Regions from separate parts of the Mus musculus genome. Here all the other regions are linked to region 1. A link is a contact called in public HiChIP or PLAC-seq data. All regions are on one chromosome and are shown on one strand. The core of a region is the stretch at or near the end of the contact, and the rest is flanking DNA. Distances in the headings are between cores, read along the strand shown. Region 1 overlaps Tlk1 (tousled-like kinase 1). Region 2 overlaps Mettl8 (methyltransferase like 8). Region 3 overlaps Mettl8 (methyltransferase like 8).

Region 1 (2,560 bases), core at 36-2,535:
CCCTTCTCCTACTGCATTAGCTTTCGGGGACCACCCTGTTGTACAACCAAAGCAGTTATCCTTTAAGATCACTCAAGTAAGTAATAGTTTTAAATTTTCCTATGACTTTTAGGAAAAAAATCTAGCCAGTTGTATTAACAATTAAAATGTTTATGGTTTGTTCTGTATATAATTGTAAAGCAAAATTAAACGCAAGAGCTGACTTACTAGACTACAACATTTACAGGATAAGAGGAACTGAAGCATTCAACTTAGCACCAGCTTGCCCTTTGCTACATACTTGAGCAGATGTCTCAGGCCGTAAAACAGTGTGTGTGTGTGTGTGTGTGTGTGTGTGTGTGTGTGTGTGTGTGTGTGTGTGTGCGTGTAGTCAGTATCTTCATAATGCTGCTGTGTTGGTTATAAATGAATACTAAAGTCATTTCAGTGTCTATATGTTTATACCACTATATCAAATTACTTAGATATATTAATGTCATTATTACTATTAATATTAATCAGTTTTATGAATTTTGAACACAGATCGTACGTTTTTGAAAGTTTTTTATTTCTGTTTTGCTTTCTGGTGCCAGGGATTGAATTTGGGCACCAGTGCAAGTATCAGGCAGATGCTCTGTGGCTAAACTGTACTCCTAGTTTACACCGCTATTCATTTATTGATTCATTCATTTAGTTAATGCTTTTTCAGACTTAAAATTGGAGAGTTGATCTGTTGATGGAACACCTTGACTCCATAACAGTATATTTTCTTTACTTTTCCTGGGTCGTGTCCAAACTGTTGTGTGTGGGCTGGGTGTGGTGGTGCATGCCTTTAATCCCAGCACTCTGGAGGCAGAGGCAGGTAGATCTTTAAGAGTTCAAGGTCAGCATGATCAAAACATACCCATCAGATAAATAGAAGCAGTCTTTACTTGTCAGTTGTAAACAGCTTAAAAGCTGGTTTTACAAAGCGAAAGTTAACACTCCTCAATATATATAGTGTGAACATTTGCATATGAGCTTTAATAAGTTGTATACAAGGTTTTCAGCATTTACACTTAAAACTACACTAAGATGTCTGGGGATGTCTTTTTACATACCACAAACTATTGTTCTCGACTGTTTGAAATTGGTAAAATCTGCCCTCACATTTATATATAGTGTATATAGTAGAGATAATAAAAAATATCTTTATTTCACTTAGACTGATCTTACAATGCTGAAATTGGCAGCATTAGAAAGTACTAAAAATCAAGACCTGGAGAAGAAGGAAGGCCGGATTGATGATCTGCTCAGGGTGAGTAATATGTCATGGGAAGGAGTCATGTGATTTAACTTGGCAGCAGTTAAACTATTGAGAAAATACTAAATACGACAGTGCTCTGTATTTAAAAACAATAAACTTTTTTGTGTATGTGATTGAAAATCTACTTTAGGGGCTCGAGATGGCTCAGTGGTTAGCCTCTGCAAGCAAGTACACATCTGTATACAGATATACACACTCCTAGTTAAAATAAAAGACAAATGTTGAAAATACCCACTTTAAAGTCAGAATAGGTGATTAGCTCTCTGAGTGTGAAATTGAGAAATTGTTGAAGAAATAGAAGTAGGTTTATAATTTTTTATTTGGTCATCTACCTCTAGTCAGATAACCCATTTCCTGTTGAATAGTTTATTGCTCTCTGCCTGACATCAGATACCATTACTGCCATAATCCTGTAAGATTTTTAATGGAAGCTTTATTTTTAAAAATAAATTAGGGTTGGCAAGGGAATTTGAACTGCTCTTCCGGCCCATTTGGGCACTCCATACATGTGCTTCACAGATATATATGCCAGCAAAAACACTCATATACACAGAAAGTAAATCTGAAAGTATGTAAGTAAATAAATCTAAGGTATTTGGCAAGTGGCTTTGCAGATAAAAGTGTTTGCTAAATTTGATCTCCAGAACCTACATAAACATAGGAGAGAACTGACCTCACAAAGCTGCAGCTTACACACACGTGCCATGGCTGTGCATCCATACATCATGCATGCACATACACAATACATTTAAAAACATTCCTAAAAGTATACTTAGAATGTGAGTGAGGCATAAAGCAAGATTTCTTTTCCCTTGCAATTCCTTAGGATCACCTACCTGATGGAAGTACTAATTTTGAATTCTCTCCCATGGAGTTCTGATTAAATTGATGTAGCTTGGATGTTGATAATTTTAAGAGCTTCTACCAACTATTGTAATTCAAGCCAACACTGTGAACCAGTAGCACCACAGCTTAATAGCACCAACATCTGTGACTCCATTGTAACCTTGGAACACTGCTCTGTCACAGCCCTTACTGCTAACCTACGCTTCTGGCATCAATGATACATGTCTTCATCATTACTTTTCTTTCCTTATAGTTGTGTGTGTGCATGCATGTGTGTATGTTGGTGTTGGTGCTGGTGATCAAACAAACCCAGGACCTCCCATATGCTAGGCAAAGTGCCACACCTCTGGACCGTATCCATAGCCACCTTTTCACTTTTTATTAGACTGGATGTTTCCTAGCTTTCTAGTTTTTAGGTTTTTTGTTTGT
Region 2 (2,560 bases), core at 34-2,533, 240 kb before region 1:
CATTCTCTGCCTCTCTGGTGCTGGGATGACATCCAGCTGTCATACCTCTTCTGTGAGTTCAGAGGAGTTGAATTCTTGCACAGCCAGCACCTTGTCCACTGAGCCATTTCCCTAGCCTGCACCATGTTTTATAAAGTTTTATTAGGACACGGATTTGTTCACTTGTTGACATATTCTCTGTGGTTGCTTTTGAGCTATTTGGTCCAAAGGAGACTGTAAATGTCACATAAATATCTGGGCAGTGGTGGCACAATCCTTTAATCCCAGCACTCGGGAGGCAGAGGCAGGTGGATCTCTGAGTTCGAGGCCAGCCTGGTCTACAGAATGAGTTCCAGGACAGCCAGAGTTGCACAGAGAAATCATGTCTTGAAAAACAAAAACAAATAAAAATAAAACAAACAAATCAAAAGACTAAATACCTATCAGGCAGTATATTGGAAGATTCTTCCAAAGCTAGAATTCTAGTGCTAGATTGACCAGATATGCAGAAACTCCCCAGGGAAAAATGCTCGTACTCCTCCCTGTAAGGCGCAGAGTGAACATCAGGAGAAGCACAGTTGAAATGATGTTAGCTTGCAGCTGCTGAAATCTGAAGCAAAGGTATCTGGGAAGGCTAAGAGAATGGGACAGCCCTCAGCCTTTAGCTGGCAAAGGAGCCAGTGCAACCAATCCTGCTCTCTGGAGTCATTGGTGGCCTATCGATTCCTCTGGCCTTGCTTGTTATTCCTTAGTGGTAGTTCTTCACCATCAGCATCAGTGTATCCTTGGGTGGACAGGAAAGACGAGCCCCTGACCCCAGTGGAATGACTCTATTTCTATGGGCTCTAGCCAGACAGACCTGGGGTGGAATACAGCCAGGGAGTGTTGAGGCTGGACTTGAGGACTCATCCCATGGCCAGTGCTGCCTTCCATCGGCCAGCACCACATTCCCTCACAGGAACTCTGTCACTGCTTCTGAGGAAGTATAACTTCACTTCTTTGCCAGCAGCTGCGTGGACATATTTTCCACATTACTCAAGCTTCTGCTAGTGGCCTCCTGAATACAGCAGAGCTTCCAGCCTGAACGATGTTCCACATTGTCAGTTGTTTTAATTTACTTCCAGGAAATGAAAACTCATTCATGCTATTATCTGCACATTATCCTAATAATATGAAAAGGCAGGGATTTTTAAAACTCCCTTTTGAATGTTTGTGTTCCGAACTTAAATAGAGCAGGGCTGATCATGTTAAAGTTCTCTGTGCATGGCCGCCCACTTTGTCCTATTTGAGCTAACAATGAACTTGAGCGCAGCTAATGAGGAGGTTATTTTAGAGCCTCAGAAACCGCAGTAAAGGAAAAGGACGGTTCCCACAGAACCACAGTGGGACCAAAATAGAAAGGTGGTGACGGGCCACTCCATAGAAGAGGAAAGACAGGAGCAAGGAGGTGCTGGCACCACTCTGAGGTGCCTGCTTTGCCATTGCTATGACAGCCCTTTCTAAGTGTTTCTTCTGGCTACTGTGAAGATAAAGAACTAAAGATTCCATTTCAGAATGACTCAAAGAAATAGAGATTTGTTCTGGGTCACCTCTGCATCCCGCCACTCAGTGCACCGGGCGCCACGGTGTCAGGGGACCACTGCAGGAAAAGACTTGAGTTATACGGAGGATATCTTGTATTTAAAGCAAGGTGGTGAGTGCAGAGAGGGCTAAGCTCCCAGTGGGTAACAAGGAAGGAAACTGTGGTCTGAGGAACATCAGTGAATGGCAGCATGTCTCAGGGACAGCCACACAGCAGTCTCTGCTAGGATCGCAGACCCCACTCAAGTCTTGGGTGAGGCTTCTCATTCGCTGCGTTATCCCTCTGATGAGTCAGTATGGGTCAAGGTAAATAGATCGTTCTGCTCTGCTTCCAGACTTAGTGAGAACCCGACAGAAGCTTTGACCTCTACACCAGCTTTCCTTATCTAAGAGAGTCCCTGAGTGTTTGAAAGAGCCAGCGCTCTGGCATCACAAAGTCTGCAGAGCAGGCACACTGCTATTGATCCTATCTCCTTTATTAAGCCCCTGGGAGGAACACTGCTTATTCTTCCAGCTAGCCAACCCTGTCACATTTCTTCTGCTCCCTGTATGTCACTCTTCCTTCTCCCACTTTTCACCTATTGTCAGAGCTGTTGGTGAGAACAGAAGTTAGAAAAACACACTCACAATCTGAAAATAAGATCGCCTACATGACAGATAATCACTTTTTGCTGTTGAATGACCCAGCCTCGTTTGCATAATGAGAATGTATAGCACCCAGGCTCCAGTTAGCAATATTTCCTTCAATTAGATTGCCCAGACTAATGACTTTTAATTCCATGTTTTCTTTTCCTAATTACTTTTCAATTTTATTATAGCTCATATTTCTTTTAAAACCAGGTTAACCCAGAGAAATAAAAAAGATATAATCAGTGTTTCTTGAGTAAACATGATTATATTTTATAATCTCCTTAAAAAGATCTCCAGTGTGCTATATGTCAGCTGGTCGTACAGCAAATGTAAAGGTTTTTTAAAACTTACAACAGCAGCTGCTGTATGC
Region 3 (2,560 bases), core at 24-2,523, 220 kb before region 1:
TATGGAAAGCTGTAGCCACAGCTCGGCTCACAGTAACTTACCCTGATCAGGCTGACCCGTCCGTCCGTCAGCCTGTCTGTACTCGCAGTGTATGTGGGAATGAAGAGGCCCCACCTGGTGTTGTGGGTTTCCTTCACCCAGCTCTCTGCTTCTTGGTATAAGAGAATCGGATGAGCAGTCCTCCATGGTGTTCCATTGGGTCTCACCCCTCTCCCCCCCACCACATGCTATATCGTTGACTGCCACTCTTGTCTCAAAGGGGAAATCCGCCGTATGTTCTGCGAGGCTGGATTACACGAAAAGCAAAATCTGGTTGATCATCGCTTGCAAGTGAACAGGAAAAAGCAAGTGCAGATGCACCGAGTGTGGATTCAAGGAAAATTCCAGAAACCATCGCCCTGGACTCCACAGAGTGGAAATTAGCATTCACTGCATTCTCAGGACCGAACTATGTGTCATGTTAAAGTATGAACCCAGGGCCTGATACTGTTCAAAGACTTCTCTTCCAGAGATGAGCAGAAGAGCATCCGCAGCTCTGCTGGTCTGCTGTCAGTGCTCTCAGGACATTTTAAGAACAAGGATGTGACTTGAAAGAGTCTCCCACCCTCTGGGTTTCCAGAACTTGAAATGTATGTTTGGTTTTGTTTCATCTAACCATGTTCCCTTGAATTGTATGACTTTGAATTAAGAAGCGTATAGTTTTGAGAAATGTAACCCGTCCATGTTTTAGAAGTGGAAAAATGATCTACTTTATTGTTGAGTATGGTAAAGCAGTCAAACTGCCCTCTGCTGTCAGCCAGTAGCAGCGGCATAGTGTGCCTTGTTCTTGGGGGAACTCAGGATGAAGGGTTACTGTGTTTTGTTCTGTTCTTATCTATTTTCTCTCAAAACTCACCAACCACCACCACCACCACCACCACACACAAGTGTCTGAAATACAACCTTAGTTTCTCTTTCCAAAAAATGGGGAAGTGTGACCCTTGTTAACATCACTTCCGGGCTATTCTTAGATATGCAGATCATCTTTGAGACACTGTCTGTGCTGTGGTGGCCAGTTTTAATTGTCAACTTGACACACTCTAGAACCACCCAGGAAGAGTCTCAGATTGTCAGTTGTCTGTGAGATTGTCTTGATTGTATTAATTGATGTGGGAAGACTTGTCTACTGTGGGCAGTACCATTCCCTGGAGGTTGGACCCTGAACCAAGTAAGTGTGGGAAAAGGGAGCTGAGCACTGGCACACCAGTATTCATGCTCGCTCTTCTCCTGACCATGGGTGTAACCAGCTGCTTCAAGCTCCTGCCTCCTTGACTTCCTGCTGTAACTGGGTGGACTGTAGCTTGGAGTTGTGAGCTAAAATAAACCTTTTCTTCCAAAAGTTGCTTTTGTTGGAGTTTTGTTTTGTTTTGTTTTGTTTTGTTTTGTTTTTATGTGCATGGGGTTTGCCTGAATGCATGTCTGGGCACCACGTACATGCCTAGTACCTGCAGAGGCCATTGGTATCTCTGCCTGCAGAGAGCATCGGATCCCTACCTGAGTTATAGGTGTTTGTGAGCCTGTTGTATGACAGACTTTTCCTGAGAAGAGGCAATATACACTTGTCTACTCGCCCACAGTAGGGAGTCCATGACAGAACAAAGGATGGATACCACTAAAGTTCAATTTAGTGAACCAGTGAGTTTTATTAGGGTCATTTACAGGAATATGGATGAGGGGTTGCTTACAGGAGTAGAAATGACTCAAAGACAGCTGCATCACCAAAGTCAACCCCAGCATGGGTGACAGCTCACAAAAACTGGGAACCAGGAGCCCACTGCACAGCCTGCAGGCTGATTGGAGAGTGCCCTTTCCAGGTGCCTCAGTTCTAAGCCTCTTCCAGTAGCTCGGCTGGTCTCTGCTTCTTGGCATCTTGACTTGTCTGGAAGTGGTGTTTACTATTTATTCTGGGGAAGGAGGGGCCTAGTGAATTTAGTCAATTTTAGGGACTTCCTGCAGCTATTCTGAGTTATTTACTTTTTGTCTTAACTTTGAGAGCTAGACTGTTTCAATCTGGAAGGAAACCACTATACAACAGAGCTGTCATGTGGGGACTGGGTGTCTTCTTCTGGAAGAGCAGCCAGTCTTAACCCCTGAGCCATCTTGCCAGCCTCACTGTCAGGGTATTTTATCACTGCTAAACTAAAGCATTTATTCAATAAAATCCTCCTTAACCACTCGAAATGTATTTGTTTCCCTTGCTTCAGAAAGAAAATATGTTGGCTTGCTAATTGCCCATTGTAAAAAAACAGAGTCCCTAAAACAAGTCCCCCATTATATAGTGTTTACTGAATGCTTTCATTATATGTTATCGAAGTTTGGGTTCACAACTTGTGCCCCAAGTCAGGTCTGGTTACCCATCTTCAGTAAGCCAATTAAAAGAGCCAGACTAAAGTAGAAAATAGAAAAGGAGACTTATTCAGTGTGGACACATTGAAAAGATGGACAGAGAGATCAAGGGGACTCCCCCCAGGTTCAGTCTTTGGGGTTCTGAAGGTTTAAATAGAGACCTGAAGAAGCAGCC

Evidence for each region. HiChIP or PLAC-seq counts read pairs in DNA pulled down with a chosen protein or histone mark.
Region 2: an H3K4me3 HiChIP or PLAC-seq map of bone marrow-derived macrophages shows a contact between it and region 1, with 3 times the contacts expected there. The contact joins two enhancer-like sites. A contact is called at or near these places in 4 of 115 datasets of contacts at active chromatin or transcription factors (bone marrow-derived dendritic cells, bone marrow-derived macrophages, embryonic basal ganglia and 1 more) and 3 of 9 other capture datasets (adipose tissue, liver and pancreatic islet).
Region 3: a contact with region 1 is called in an H3K4me3 HiChIP or PLAC-seq map of bone marrow-derived macrophages, with 4 times the contacts expected there. The contact joins two enhancer-like sites. A contact is called at or near these places in 4 of 115 datasets of contacts at active chromatin or transcription factors (bone marrow-derived dendritic cells, bone marrow-derived macrophages, embryonic stem cells and 1 more) and 2 of 9 other capture datasets (liver and pancreatic islet).

The regions. Positions count from the first base shown.
Region 1 is chr2:70,747,951-70,750,510 of GRCm38.p6, reverse strand. It overlaps Tlk1 (tousled-like kinase 1), which reads left to right. Exons shown (of 20, transcript NM_172664.3): 7 at 1-76; 8 at 1,184-1,276. Among named protein-coding and RNA genes, the nearest start is that of Gm38528, 45 kb to the right of the region's middle. Within about 2 kb of position 1,285, at least 5 of the 459 cell types and tissues checked have an H3K27ac peak or open chromatin away from gene starts, as enhancers often do. A contact at or near this core is called in bone marrow-derived macrophages, where this site is marked.
Region 2 is chr2:70,988,779-70,991,338 of GRCm38.p6, reverse strand. All of the region lies in intron 3 of Mettl8 (methyltransferase like 8), which reads left to right. Among named protein-coding and RNA genes, the nearest start is that of Mettl8, 66 kb to the left of the region's middle. Within about 2 kb of position 1,283, at least 59 of the 459 cell types and tissues checked have an H3K27ac peak or open chromatin away from gene starts, as enhancers often do. A contact at or near this core is called in bone marrow-derived macrophages, where this site is marked.
Region 3 is chr2:70,963,379-70,965,938 of GRCm38.p6, reverse strand. Mettl8 (methyltransferase like 8) reads left to right here. Exons shown (of 10, transcript NM_145524.3): 10 at 260-1,378. The coding sequence ends at 423. Among named protein-coding and RNA genes, the nearest start is that of Gm39843, 42 kb to the right of the region's middle. Within about 2 kb of position 1,273, at least 96 of the 459 cell types and tissues checked have an H3K27ac peak or open chromatin away from gene starts, as enhancers often do. A contact at or near this core is called in bone marrow-derived macrophages, where this site is marked.